Linked DNA regions of Mus musculus: all the other regions are linked to region 1. A link is a contact called in public Hi-C and promoter capture Hi-C data. All regions are on one chromosome and are shown on one strand. Each heading gives the region's core, a stretch centred on a gene start, on an enhancer-like site or on the middle of the called end of the contact. The rest is flanking DNA. Distances are from core to core; before and after follow the strand shown.

Region 1 (4,560 bases), core at 1,963-4,462:
CTTCTACACAGCAAGGGAGCAGGCAGGTACCAGGATGCCAGCTAGAAGGGCGCACAATGGAGACCAGACCCTGTTGAGCCAGCTCAGCTAAGACCAGGCACTACGAATTGCATCTTCTCTGCCAGCCTAGTCCATCTCCACACACCAAATAGCCCTTCCATCTCTCTTGCGTGGCTGCCACAAGACCACACACTGGGGAATGATGCCCAAGAGACCTCCTTACTGTAATTACCTCTGCTCTGGCCTGGACCTCCCTGACCCTGTTGGCATGGGGACTCCTCCTGTACCTTCCAAGCAGGATGAAGACTAATAAGCCCCGGATCTCAGTGTCCACAGGACACAAGACAGGCAGAGGTGGCAGAAGAGTGAAACGCTGCAGCTCGGCCCTAGCCCTGTCCTTGGTGCTGCCGCCCTCTGTGCGGCTGCGTGGCAGGTCAGCCTTTGCTCCTGACCAGCGTCTGTCTGGTCCCTGCTGAAGGGCAGTAAATTCACCCAGGCCTGCTGCGGCTCTGCCTGAGGTCGTGGAGCCTTTGCAGCGAAGGTGAAGGCACAGCATTGCTAGAGGCCCGATCTATAGGGACTTTCCTAGACTCTGGGCTCTTCCTATAGACCCAAGACTATCTGGTTGTTTGGGCCTCCGAGAAGGATGGTACAGAGTAATTGTCAGGGTTCTCTTTCATTAGTGAGAGTGGGAGGGCGGGCAGACAGTTGGAAACGTTGATCTATACCAGAAATCCTCAGGGCTTGGGGCAAACAGCCTGTATGACCTGGCCAACCCTCCCCTGGCACTCAGCTGCCTCCCTAGGAGCATCTAATGGGGTCTGATGCGCCCCGCTTCAGCTCTGCCTCACCTCCCTAGCCTCCTATGGGTTCCCCCATCTTCCCCTCTACAGCCCAGTGTTCCCAGAGCTCCAAGCCCAGCCGGGAAAGTAGGGGTTAAGCGCTGCTTCCCCGAGTGTGCAGTGCGCTTAGCTCCCACGCAGGGAGGCCTCTGGTCCCCGGGGAGGGCGGAGGCGGCAGCTCGATCCTCCCTCTGGGCCCAGGGGAGCTCCTCGCCCGCGGGGGACGAGGGGCTGGCTCTGAGAAGGCGCCCCCTGCCCCACATGCCCACCCTACAGCGGCCCTGACCACCTCGCCAGCGCCTCTCTTCCACCAGCAGGCGCCTTCTCTACAACTTTCTCCCTTCCCAGTAGTCGCTCACCTGGAGGGTCTGGTTTTAATTAGTGTAATATCCCCGTTACCAGCGCAGCCTGATTAAGACATCCGCCCTGATCCGCGATGCGCACTTAATGAGCTCAGTCTGCCATAATGTTTGTACTTTTTTTTTTCATTATTTTTTGCAGACCAGTAAAACCAAAGCTGATTTCTGCTGAAAGACCTCATTACCCGAGACCCTACTCCATTAGCCCCGTACCTGCTCTGGACCCTAGACTCCCCGATGCGCTCCCGAGGCGTCCCCAGCTTAGCCGGCGTTTGTGACAGAAAATTAACGACCCTGCGCGCACCAGAAGGCACTTCACCTCCAGCCGGAGGAGGAAGGGACTTGCCCAGAAGAAGAAAGGATCCCTCAGTCCCTGTCCATAGCTCCCACTGTGGGTGTCTCGCACATCGAGAGACTACTGGCGCCACCGGCGTCCTTTTTAAAAGTGACCATTAAATAATTAGAGTGCGTCTGAAAAGCAGAATCCAAAAGGGGGAGCGGGGATGTGGCTCGGCCATCCTGGACCCTCCTCACCTCGCAGCCCACACACACTAGCCGACGTCAGTGAGCTTCGTGAACAGCCAACCAACCCCCAATCTCATGCAAGACCCAAGATCCTGGGTCTGTTCCAGCTGTCTAATAGGGTCTCAATGCCCCCCCCCCGTGCTGGTCGCGTCTTGCTCCGGGTACAGACTGGGTGCGGGACCTGGGTGGCCAGGACACTGAAGGGCTGCATGCCAATGGATAGGGGCGAAGCTTCATCAGGGAGCTCCCAGAGGACCGCCGGCCTGAAGCCACCCCCTGACACCTTTCTCCTGAAGAAGACAGCCCCAGGAGAATCCCACCACCTCCCGGGGCCACAAGTCAGAAAGTTTGGGCTAGGGTTGTGCAGGCCACCTTAGCAAAGCTTTCCCAGCCGGGCTGTCCCAGCCCTGTAGCTGTGCCAAAGCGAGCAGTAACCTCCGATCCTTGCTCACGCCTCTGGGAAGACTCGGCCCCGAGCGCCCCCCAGCTCGCGGACTAGAGAGCCCTGTGCGCCACCCGCGCCTGTTCCACGCGTGCCGCTATGCTGAGGGCTCTGGTCCTCCCGAGAGAGCCGAGGAGGACCTCAGTCCTCCCACAACTCCTTGAGGTCATCAGTCAGTCCCCTCGGCCGGCTCTCCTCCTCCTGGACCCCAGCAGCCCTCCCGAGCCTGAGGATGGCGAGAGTCGCACGCCGTAGCGCATCAGGGTCGCCAGCCGTGCTTCCAGCCCTGCGGGTTGGGGCCGCCTCCCTGATGCGCCCCGCGGGCCGGGATCTCCGTGCGCCACGGCTTCCCCCCAATCCTGGGAGTTCCCAGAGCCGGGCATTGTGCCGCCGCCGCCGCCGCCGCCGCCGCCGCCACGGGCACGCAGCGCGCGGGACTCCCCGGTGTCTCCATGGAGCCTGACCCCGGGCCTTCCCATTTACAAAATCTCCCCTCTGGTTTCCCAGGGGAGCCCGGAGCCCGGAGCCACGACCCCAGCCCCCGCACAACTCGGGAACCCCGACCTCGCGCGCAGACCCCTGACCCCCAAGGGCGCCACCCCATCCTCGCGCGACCTCAGGTCTGTCCCCAGCCACGCTCCGCAGCCCCGCGTCCTCGCCGGCCCCGCCTCCCACTGCGGGGTCCCGTGCGCCCCTCCCCGGGCCGTGCCCACAGTCCCAGCCGGCCCCTCGCGATGGTCGTGACCGAGGTGGAAGCCCAGGGTCTGGCTACTCACGGGTTCAGCGTTCCCCACGGCAGGTGACGGGGCCCTGGCGGCCATGCCCCGGCTGCATCCCGGCCGCCCCGGCGAGCCGGCGGCAAGGGGCGCGAGAGGCCGGGTTGGAGCGGCGGTGGCTGCCGCGGCGTCTCCGGAGACCACGCGAGCTGCTGGGGCAGGCGCCCGACTGCTGTCCGAGGAGGTTTCCGCCGGTTCCGGAGCAACGGCTCCGTGTCCCCGCTCCGCTTGCCTCGCCGACTCTCTCTCTCTCTCTCTCTCTCTCTCTCTCTCTCTCTCTCTCTCTCTCTCTCTCTCTCTCTCTCTGCCACCCCCCCCTCGTTCCTCTGGCTGGCTCGGCTGAAGCGAGAAGGCAGCAGGAGCACGCGGCGGCGGTGGCGGTGGTGGTGGCGGCTGCACGGGCGGAGCGCGCAGCTCGGCGAGGGAGGGAGGGGGCTCCGGCGGTCGCGCGGCCAGGGAGGGCGGCGAGGCAGGGAGGGCCGCGAGCCAGCTGAATGTGGCCACAGGAGCCCTGGAGTCCCAGCTCCAGCCTTGGAGAACGGGGATGCGTAGGCTGGTGAGACTTGTAGGGCACCCTAGAGCTCAGAAGGAGCTGGGCTCCTCCGAGCTCACCACCACCACCACCGCTGTGGTCTCACCTCCCCTTCCTCCCTCCCTTCTTCTGGGCGACCTCAGTGTAAGTCATCACTAGCAACACTTAGCAGGACCCCTGCACCCTCGTTCCACTGGGACCGGTTTCTCTCGCTCTGCCCAGGGGTCCCTAGAAAGACTTGGTCGCTGAATGGCAGGAATGGATGTCCCCTCCCCCACGCCTCTCCAGCTAGTCTGCAGCGCCCGCGCCTAACTGGCCACTGGGGAAGACCCTTAATAGGCCTGGAGTTCCATGCCTTGCCTTCCTGAGAATCACAGAGCAGGCGGGGAGGCAGGAGGCCTACCCTGGAACAGGACACAGGGAGGACACACTTGTCCCCGCTGATAATCCTATGGCCTTAAATATTTCCATCCAGGTCAGTTAGGAGAACCTAAAACCAGAAGAGTTCCAGCCTCCCCCTAACCCAGGGAAAGGGAGTCTAGCGTGGTCTGAGGTCCGGCATCTCTAGTCTTGGGAAAAGAAAGGGGTTGGGAGGCAGGCATTGCCTCTGAGCTGTCAAGATGAGACCCAGGTACAACAGTGGGGCTAGTTACTGGCATTCAGCCCCAGAAGTGAGCAAAGAGGCTAGATGATACCCAAAGGCTTTAAACTGGATCCAGATACTGTTCTATATGAAAGACGAAAATAAAAGACAATCACCATGCAGTGCCTGGACTCTGGGACCTGCACTCTCAAAGGACATTTGCAATCTAAAAAACAAAAAACAACAACAACAAAACAAACAACAACAACAAAACATGATTAAAAAACAAGCCTGATACACGTTGCTGGATGCTGTTTGTAAAACCATCAGCTTCTTGCACCTAACTAAGCTTCCAGTGTGAGGCACATACCACGGAGCCTGGGGCCCTGTGGGTAGGGCAGCTAGACAGAGTAGAGAAGAGGGAGAATAAGAGAGGCCCTGAGGTGCTCTCTGGCTTGCTGGGCTGCACACTGCCTTCCCTACAGAGTGAGGGCAGACGGT
Region 2 (4,477 bases), core at 501-3,000, 78 kb before region 1:
AGAGATGACTTGGTTGGTAAAGGGCTTGCTTCACAAGCATGAAAACCTGGGTTGGATACCCAGGCCCCAAGGGGAAACACTAGGGAGGCAGAAACAAACATCCCTGAGGCTCTCCTACCAATGAGAATTCTGACCAATGAGTAACTGGCAAATTCAAGGCCAACGAACGACCTGGTCTCAAAGGTGAACAGTGGTGCTGAGGCTGACAAGCAGGTTGACTTCTGGCCCTTAAACACATGTACACCTGCATACATGTGTGCACGCATGCAGGCATGTTACTCTCTGAACCCAGAGAGTAACAAACCCTATACATACTGTTTGATCTTGTACATACAGACCTATGCTAAGATTTAAAAATGAAACACGCTAAGAAATTTGATCTAGGTGGATGGCTGAGCAGGTAAAGGGCTTGCCATGCACTTTACTGAGTTCAGTCCCCACCTAAAAAGCTACACGCAATGGTATCCATCTGTGTATCCAACAGTGGGAGGCAGAGAGTCAGGTCCCAGGGGGTTGCCAACCAGCCAGTCTATCTGAAACGGCCACAGACAGCATACTGCACATGCAGTGAGAGGGCTGATTTCAAAACACGTGGGTAAGAGGAGATTAAGGACGATTAAGACATCCAGTGTTGACATGGGGGGAGGAGGGAGGGTGTGATGCTCATGTGCACATACACACACACACATGTGCACACATGCACACACACAAAACAGAAAGGAGGGGGGATTAATAGTCATAACTAATAGTGAAATAGGACAGTTATAAACATATATTATGAAATTGCTGGTGCTCTAGCTTCTCTTGTGCTACCCAGCAGCCACATCTATCCCGTGACAGTCTGATGACTGAAATGGCTACTAAGTAAACAGCAATGACTACTAAGTAACAATGGCTACAAAGGAAACAGCAATGGCTACTAAGTAACAATGGCTACTAAGGAAACAGCAATGGCTATTAAGTATATAACAAGGAATAGTACATACAATGTAATGGAAGGGGGTGACTGACACCTAGGGTAGATGGAGCAGGACAACAGGAGATTCACCCTATGAGAGCTCTGTGAAACTTAAAACTTAGCAATATTCATTTCTGGAATATTCCACTACAGCCAAGTGCGGACTCCTGAGTATTGCTGCCATCTGTTAAGTGGTTGGTCGCTGTATGGTACCAAGCTCAATGCTCTACCCTCATTCAGTCTATGCCACAAAGGTCTGTCATTGCTTCATTTCCAGTTTGGGGCAGGAAGGCTGAGAAGGAATTGTCTAGGTCACACATACTGGGATGTGGTGGAGGGAGGGTACTTCCTGATCCTCACCCCCATGCACATCACACCTGTAAGTTCCAACCTTGAAAGTTCCCAGTTTAGCATGGAGACTAAACAAGGAAACAAAGATACCTGGGGAAGAGAAGAGAAACTAGGAAAGGAAAAAAAAGAAACAGATCCTCCAAGAGCTGCTGGCAGAAAGAGAAAAGGCCTGGGCTTTTCTGGGGGAGGCTGCACAGGAGCATAAAGAAAGGGGGCAGCAGAGGCCGAGATATGAGCAGTGGCCAGGCTGAGGCTAGGGCCGGTTACCTGCCTGGCCAGATGGAGCACCTTCAGAGGAGGAACCGAGGGTGCAGAAACTCTGGAATTGTCACTTGGCTCCCATGATCCCCAAATCACGAGCCAGAGGAACACCCAGGAGGATGTGAAGTGGCCATCTGCTTGGGGTGCTGGGAAGCGGGTGTTGCTGGGCACAGAGCTGAGCACGTGACCTCCTCCCTCCGAGCCTGTCCTCAGGTTCCTCATACTGTTTAACTCCCCTCCAAGGATGAGCCTCCAAGTAGCCCAGCTCAGCACCCCAAGATCTTGGACCCAAGTGGGGAGAGAAAAGGAGATAGGAATAAGGTCACACAGAGGCCAGTAAGGAATAAGCTGAGCTGACCCCTTCGCATCTGCTCCACCCTGTGTGTTACAGAGGTGGGGGGGTGGGTCAGAAACCACAATCTCATGGAATGCAGGGCAGGGTTCTTCATCATTGAAGAGAAGGAGGCACTGGAATTCAGTCTTCTCCCTATGGAAGCTGTCTCTGGGTGACATGGAAGTGGGGAGTAGGGGGCAAAAACCTGACCCTGTGCTGCTAACTCAGAGGCCTAAAAGGTCTCTAGACCAGTCCTCTACTGATGGCATGGCATCTCCAAGGATGTCTGCCTAGGGGTAGTTATGGCTGATGTCATCACAGCCTGATAATCTAAAAGATCCATCCGGGAAATGGCAGAGCTCCTGCATGAACTCTGATACACTTGGGACCACTGTGGGTGGAGTCAGAGGAACCTGGCCAGAGGTGAGGCTCTGCTATCTACTGACAGAGGTGACTGCCTCCCCTACAGACCAGAAGGAACATGAGTGAGAACCCATAGCCCCTGGATACTGCCTGCTCCTGCTAGATTCTTACATTCAACACCCTCATCTCCTACGTTAGACAGTTGTCCTGGGCCCACGTATATCTTTCATTGTGCATGGATGACCCTAGGCAACCCCATTAGGATGTACCAGGGACATTAGCACTGCCATCCCCAGCTTCACGGCATCCTTTCCACCTGCCATTTGAGGGAGTTCAGACTGGAAGATTCAGGCTCCCAGCAGCACAGTCCTGAGTCAGATGCAAGAAAACCATTATGCATGCCAGTCTTGTGGAGTCACCGAGTATAACTTTAGCTGGTGAGATGGACTGGAACACTAGGGATCCGTATTTCAGCCTTGGGGGAGGGACAGAGGAGGAGGGATAGTCCTGCTGGCTGCCTCCCAGCCATCCTGTCCACCTCAGTGGTCAATGTGGACCTGGGACAAACAGAAGGCTTCCCTTCCCAGAGCCAGGAGGCACGCCCCCACTGCCGTGCCTCCCGTGGCTTTACCGTCTGCACAGGGGAGCTGAAATCAAGGTGTTCTCTGAGTAACAGCTTTGAAGCAGCAGCATGACACCACTAGACTTTACCCCGGATAAGCTATTCACTTGACCACACCCATTCTGCAAGGCAGGGAGTGTGGACCTGGCTCTCAGGAGAAGCTGGCTATAGGCTACAGCCCCCAGAGGACTTGTCCCAGGATGTCATCAGTGAAATCTTGTCAGAGGGTCCAGAGACTCACCTAACAGAGAGGAAGTACCACAGTCATCGTTGAACACATCTGGAAGGCCTGGCTCAGTGAATACTGCTCTTCCTGACCTGGGAATCCCACAGGGTTAACAAGGCCCCTGAGCAAAGAGGTTCAGGCCAGTTTTTCCCCCAGAACCCTCTGCCAAAAGGCTCGCTCTGTCTCTGTCTCTGTCTCTGTCTCTGTCTCTGTGTCTATCTCTGTCACTGTCTCTCTCTCGCTCTCTCGCTCTCTCTCTCTCTAACTGATGTCCAGTCTGGGATAGATGTCCAGTATCAAGGACACAAGGAGGGACTATGGGCCTCAGAGTCCAAGTTTCCACAACAGAAGCTTTGTCAGAGGCCTGCAAATGTCCTGACAGGACGAGAAGCATCTGTGACCCCAGCAGTCATTCAAAGGAACAGGGTGGGGGTGGGGAAGGTGGCAGGAAGCGGGAAAACAGTGCCACCCCTGAGCCCCTGTGGGGACTGAGAGGACCTGCTAGGGCACACCCAACAGGAGCAGCTACCCTGGGCCAGCCTCATCCTTCAAGGAAACTGCTGGGGCATGCAGGGGCCTTTCTAGAGGTTTATGTGCTTTTTATTAATCAATCTCATGGGGCAGCATAGATGCCCTTCCTGGAGGGTCTGCAAGAGACCCAACCTTTGTCCCTTGGGCTTGAAGGTAGGTACAGTGAGAAGTCCCACATCACAGGACAAATGCTCACTCTGCCAGGGCAGAGAAGGGACCAGGATGTGTGGCAATGACAGCAGCTGCTTCACTGGAGATTTGCCTGCAGGGGGCCACTTGGGCCTCACCTCAGGGATGTCTGCCTCCCTCTGCCTACCTTCTTCTGGGATAGGGAGCTGACTAATCTCCGCCTACCCACCCCCTCCCTGTTGCTCCGCCTTTCAACACTTCCTTCTTTCTCCCTGCTCCTCACTGCCTCTCCTGTAGGCCCCTGAGGCTCAGTTCAGGCTCTCTTGGAGCTGAATTGGGTTTTAATGACTCTGGTTGGGGTACAGCAGGCTGCCCTTCCCAGCCATTTCCCCCATGTTGTTGTAGAACTATGTTCTCTGGGCATGGCACAGTATGGTGTTTGAATGCGAATGGTTCCCATAGACTCACATGTTTGAATACTTGGTCTCTAGTTGGTGGAACTATTTGGAAAGGATTAGGAGGTGTGGCCTGGTTAGAGGAGGTGTGTCACTGGGAGATGTCTTGGAGGTTTCAAAAGACTCCCAGTGTGCCCCTCTCGCTCTCTGCCTTGTGGTTGGGGATCAAGATTATGAGCACTCCGCTGTTCCTATCTCAGCTAGCATGGACGTTAACCCTCTGAAAGCATAAGTCCAATTAAACTAT
Region 3 (4,160 bases), core at 841-3,340, 110 kb after region 1:
CACTCCCAGAATGGACTCCTCGGGGCCTAGACTTCATTGCCACGGGATTTGATTTATCTCTTCTATGTGGTCTTTAAACGTTCCAAGGTTATTGCTATGCACAGATAGTCTGGGGCTGACTTACAGGGCTTTGTTTTCACTTAGAATCTCCTCAACCCAGATCTTTGTATCTTGTGGACCGTCTTGGTGTCCTGTAGGTGACGATGAGCGTCAGGTGGCCATTAGAAGTTCAATGAAATAAAAGGACACACAATTTCAAATCCCATTCCTTCTGCACCAGTCAGTAGACAGTGAGGACCCTGGTGTCCAGGGCTCATACCAGTCTGGTCAGACCGCTGCTAAAGACTCGCTTCAGTATCTAGTGTTGCTGGCACCGGTCAACGCAGATTAGCTGCTTATGAAATAAATGAAAGAACCAGTCTAACTTATCCTACTACGCCAAAGATGTGAGTCAGAGATGCCACAAATTCTGAATCACGCCTTGGCTGCATTGATAATGGCTCCGTTCCAGTCAAGTCTGTTGTATCTGTTTCTCCAAATTAATTATTTTAACTACTCTCTCCCCCAACTAGGTTTTCATGGTTGGACAGATAAGATATATGACAGACATATTTCAGGTAAAGAGACTTATTTTTTTCCAATGTGTTCATATTAGGTTCTTGGCTACTTCTCGCCAAACAAGAAAGAACTGTATTTTTAAAGTTCTTTGCTCTTAAAAAATAAGTAAGCAACTGTGTTGGTATACCCTGTTCCAGAAAGGGAATAGTGGGCAGATTCTAACAGTAAATGTGACACCCCATAGAATCCCGAAGCGCAAGCAGCAGTTGAAATGGATCCAGCTATTTATAGGATTACAATAAGCACACCTTTGTACAGCGCAACCATTTACTGCCCAGCTGATCTGAACAGGGACAAAAAGAGCTGTCTGGGAGACTTCAGCGGCTCTCTTCCCCCTTGCTTCATCCACTACTGCACCAAGCACCTAAATGAGCAATCATTGCGCTCTCAAGAAGGAAAAAAGAAGGAAAAAAAATGTCTCTTTCCCTGCCCCCTCTGCAAACAGCTGCGAGCTCTTTCCAAAGCAGATTTAACCAACCAACTAAACTGAAGAATACCCTAAAACCCAGTGGTTTCCCGATATTCGTTTCTTAGGGCAGAAAGCTTTACAACCAAAAGATATTACTCCTTCATAAATAGGTTCACGGTTACGTGAAGACAAGGTCCTACAAAGGTGTGACTTTGGATTCGCAGCCTGTTCAAGAAAGAGGCAAAACCAGAAAGCGAATTTTCATTGGATTCTGCTTTATTAAATGAGAGAACGCTTCTTTCATCATGTGCTTGACTCGCTTCAAAACTTACAAAGGAGACTGTTCAACGGAATTTATGTCTGAGCGGGAAAATAAATGGGTAGGGCGCCTAAGCCATGGCGACCTGGGAGGACCGGGGCCACCCCTGGAAATTGATCCAAAGGACTTTACTAGCAGAGCTAGCAAGCAGTGACAAGAATCCAGTTACACCCAAGTCTGCACACCGATCCCTCTGGCCCACGTCGACGTCACCAAAATCGTGAAATAAACTAAGAAAAAAATCAAGTTGGTTGTGTCCCCACGCGCGTACTAAAAGTCGGGGAACTAGGTCCCATTTTCACAACTCTTTAGTTAAGAGTTCGGAGTTCAGTCTTCTTCCAGTGACCTGAATTTTTCATCTACAACCTTAAGTAGAGTTTCGAGGCTCCTTTTTCGGTGTCCCCTCCCGAACCCCGTACTTTTCCACTCTTTTTGTACCCCTGACTGGTAGAGGACTAGTGGGGAGCAGCGCCCCTCACTGGCGGGGGCAAGAAGCGCCGCGTGCTCCCCGCTTCGCCGCCCTCTGGCCAAACAATAGCTTTCCGCAGGGACCTGCGATCCGGAGCGGCCGGACCCCAGGATTCCCGGAGCACGCAGCCTCCCGACACAGTGCAGAGAGCGCCCAACCCCACGGACTGGTCCCCGCCGCGGCTACCACGAACAATGCGCGCCCCGCCCCGCGCGCCCGGCGCGCCTATTGGCCCGGCGGCTGCGGGTAGAGCAGCGCGGGCGACTCCGGCGCGCGTGCGCGGGGCGGGGCGCGGCGGGGGCGGCGCTTTGTGTGCAGCAGTGAGCCGGGGTCTGCGGGGCGCGGGCCGCGGCGGGCGGCGGCATGGAGGAGCTGAGCAGCGTGGGCGAGCAGGTCTTCGCCGCCGAGTGCATCCTGAGCAAGCGGCTCCGCAAGGTGCGTGAGCCCCCGCCCGCTCCCCGCGTGCGCCTGGCGCTCTGCGGGGCTAACCGCCCGCTCTTATCTCTCCGCAGGGCAAGCTGGAGTACCTGGTCAAGTGGCGCGGCTGGTCCTCCAAGTGAGTCTCCGGTGCGCGGCCGCCTTCCCGCGCGCGCCTCCCGGCCTGGGTGGGAACCCTCGCATCGCAGGCCCGGGCGGGAAGTCCTGTGCCTCGGGACCCAGAGGACTCTGGCCGACTGGCGCTGCCCTTTGTTTACGAGCCCACGGGGAGCGAGCAGGGCGGCCTCCAGCCCCGAGTCCCTGGAGCCCGGCCCGCCTCCGCGCCGCGCGCTTCTGGCGCCCATTTGTTGCATGCGCCCCCGCCCAGGAGCTGGCCGCGGCTGGCGCGGGACGCGGGCCCCCTCCCCTTGCCCAAGTTATCCTGCTGTAACCTGAGCTTCCTACTGGTGGGAGGGCTCCCCCACCTACTCCTACCCCCGGCCCGAGCTTGCTTTCTTCTCAATGAGGGACGGGGACCCGGCCTTCTCCGGAAAGGGCTTCCTTTGTAGCTGCCCCGCCACCCTCCTTCCTGAGCCCCATCCCCTCCAGATACCACTCCCCAAACCCGGTGCCCTGCCCGCGCTCTCGGTGGTATCCTCCACTTTGTTCCGTCTGTGCCCCCCGGCTCCCCCTCCCCTACCTGCCTTCCCTCCCCTCCCTGGCTCCGGGCCAGGCCCAGGGGATTCCCTCGGCAGCTTTGCTCTTTGTTGGGGTTTGTTTTCCTCCCAGTGTAGACTGTCGAGTCCTCTCCTGGCCTGCTGGGGTTTGAGGTGGCAGTTTGCCTGTGGGTTTGAGGCTGGGATGCTAACTAACTTTAAGGACTTCTAAGACCTCAGAGGACAGCCTCTGCCGCAGTGCCCCTTGTCCCAGCGGGGCTGTGGGAGCTGTCCCCGGCAGCCCACCTGGATGCTGCTCACCAGCCCGCCCACCCCCCTTTGCTTTGCTTTTCCAGACACAACAGCTGGGAGCCAGAAGAGAACATTTTGGACCCGAGGCTGCTCCTAGCCTTCCAGAAGAAGTGAGAACTCTGGAGGAGGGGAGAGTTGGGTGGAATTGGCTGGTGACACAGTGGCCTGGGGCTGTGGTGTGGGGAAGCCTGTGGTGGAGCACTTTAAGGCCTCACAGACAGCCTCTGGTTTCTCTTGGCCTTTTCTGTGGAGTAGCTTTTGGTCGGCACTAATAGCACTTGAAGCTGGAAGCTTGTTGTAAAAAGCACACCTCTGCCCCTGCCACGGTGTGCGTGTGCCATGGTGCAGGAGAGGGAGGGCCCAGAGTGCAAAGTCATGTGTTTGATGTTTTGCCCAAGCCTTGAAAGTGCTGAGGTCACTTCTGTAATTACAGTTCTTACGTCCCGCCTCGGGGTGGGGGGGGGGGCACGACTCATTGAGATAAGGATCCTGTGAGATGGTGTTGGGAAGGGCATGTTGGGCTGGGGGACAGGGAGGTGGGTTTCACCGGCACCTTCCCTCTGCAATGCCTCTGTCCATAAAGCAGATGAATGTCTGCTCAGAAACCTCCCCAGCTGAGGTCAGTCGAGCGAGCTTGTTCTCTGGTAGCCCAGCCTGTGTTTCTCAGTGTTACAGGAGTGGGAAAGGGATAAGTTTTGGCAGGATGTGTGAGTGCTTGAGCCTGCTCGGATTCCTTTGGAAACGGATGGATAGATAGCAAGCAACATCCTCGCCTGTTAGACTGATGGCTTGGTCCTCACAGGAGCCAGCTTGGCACTGTGTAGAGCTGGTATGTTTCTCTGTGATTGAGGTGGCACCCTTGGGCCAGGTGCTACTCATACAAACCTGCAGCTGCTGCTCCTGGAGAAGCTGGGGGTGGGGGTGGGGCACTTGAGCAGATGGGAAACCAGCTTGGCTGGT

What was found. Promoter capture Hi-C pulls out the DNA fragments that hold promoters and counts their contacts. Hi-C and Micro-C count contacts between places; a contact is called where the count stands out from the background.
Region 2: a contact with region 1 is called in a Hi-C map of cerebellar granule neurons, with 2.2 times the contacts expected there. The contact joins the enhancer-like site here to the promoter of Rbfox3 in region 1. A contact is called at or near these places in 1 of 39 promoter capture datasets (hippocampal neurons), 6 of 484 Hi-C or Micro-C datasets (cerebellar granule neurons, cerebellum, cerebral cortex and 1 more), 4 of 115 datasets of contacts at active chromatin or transcription factors (embryonic forebrain, embryonic hindbrain, neural progenitor cells and 1 more) and 3 of 9 other capture datasets (adipose tissue, liver and pancreatic islet).
Region 3: a promoter capture Hi-C map of embryonic stem cells shows a contact between it and region 1, with 4 times the contacts expected there. The contact joins the promoter of Cbx2 here to the promoter of Rbfox3 in region 1. A contact is called at or near these places in 2 of 39 promoter capture datasets (embryonic stem cells and epiblast stem cells), 6 of 484 Hi-C or Micro-C datasets (cerebral cortex, embryonic stem cells and nephron progenitors), 1 of 115 datasets of contacts at active chromatin or transcription factors (embryonic stem cells) and 3 of 9 other capture datasets (adipose tissue, liver and pancreatic islet).

Annotation. Positions count from the first base shown.
Region 1 is chr11:118,906,360-118,910,919 of GRCm38.p6, forward strand. It overlaps Rbfox3 (RNA binding protein, fox-1 homolog (C. elegans) 3), which reads right to left and starts at 3,213. Exons shown (of 15, transcript NM_001039167.1): 1 at 2,945-3,213.
Region 2 is chr11:118,830,316-118,834,792 of GRCm38.p6, forward strand. The region is part of intron 1 of Rbfox3 (RNA binding protein, fox-1 homolog (C. elegans) 3); the gene reads right to left. Among named protein-coding and RNA genes, the nearest start is that of Gm11750, 47 kb to the left of the region's middle. Within about 2 kb of position 1,751, at least 7 of the 459 cell types and tissues checked have an H3K27ac peak or open chromatin away from gene starts, as enhancers often do. A contact at or near this core is called in cerebellar granule neurons, cerebellum, cerebral cortex and 1 more, where this site is marked.
Region 3 is chr11:119,020,931-119,025,090 of GRCm38.p6, forward strand. It overlaps Cbx2 (chromobox 2), which reads left to right and starts at 2,091. Exons shown (of 5, transcript NM_007623.3): 1 at 2,091-2,250; 2 at 2,328-2,371; 3 at 3,245-3,310. The coding sequence starts at 2,179. It overlaps Gm35829 (a long non-coding RNA gene), which reads right to left and starts at 2,909. Exons shown (of 3, transcript XR_389218.4): 1 at 2,343-2,909.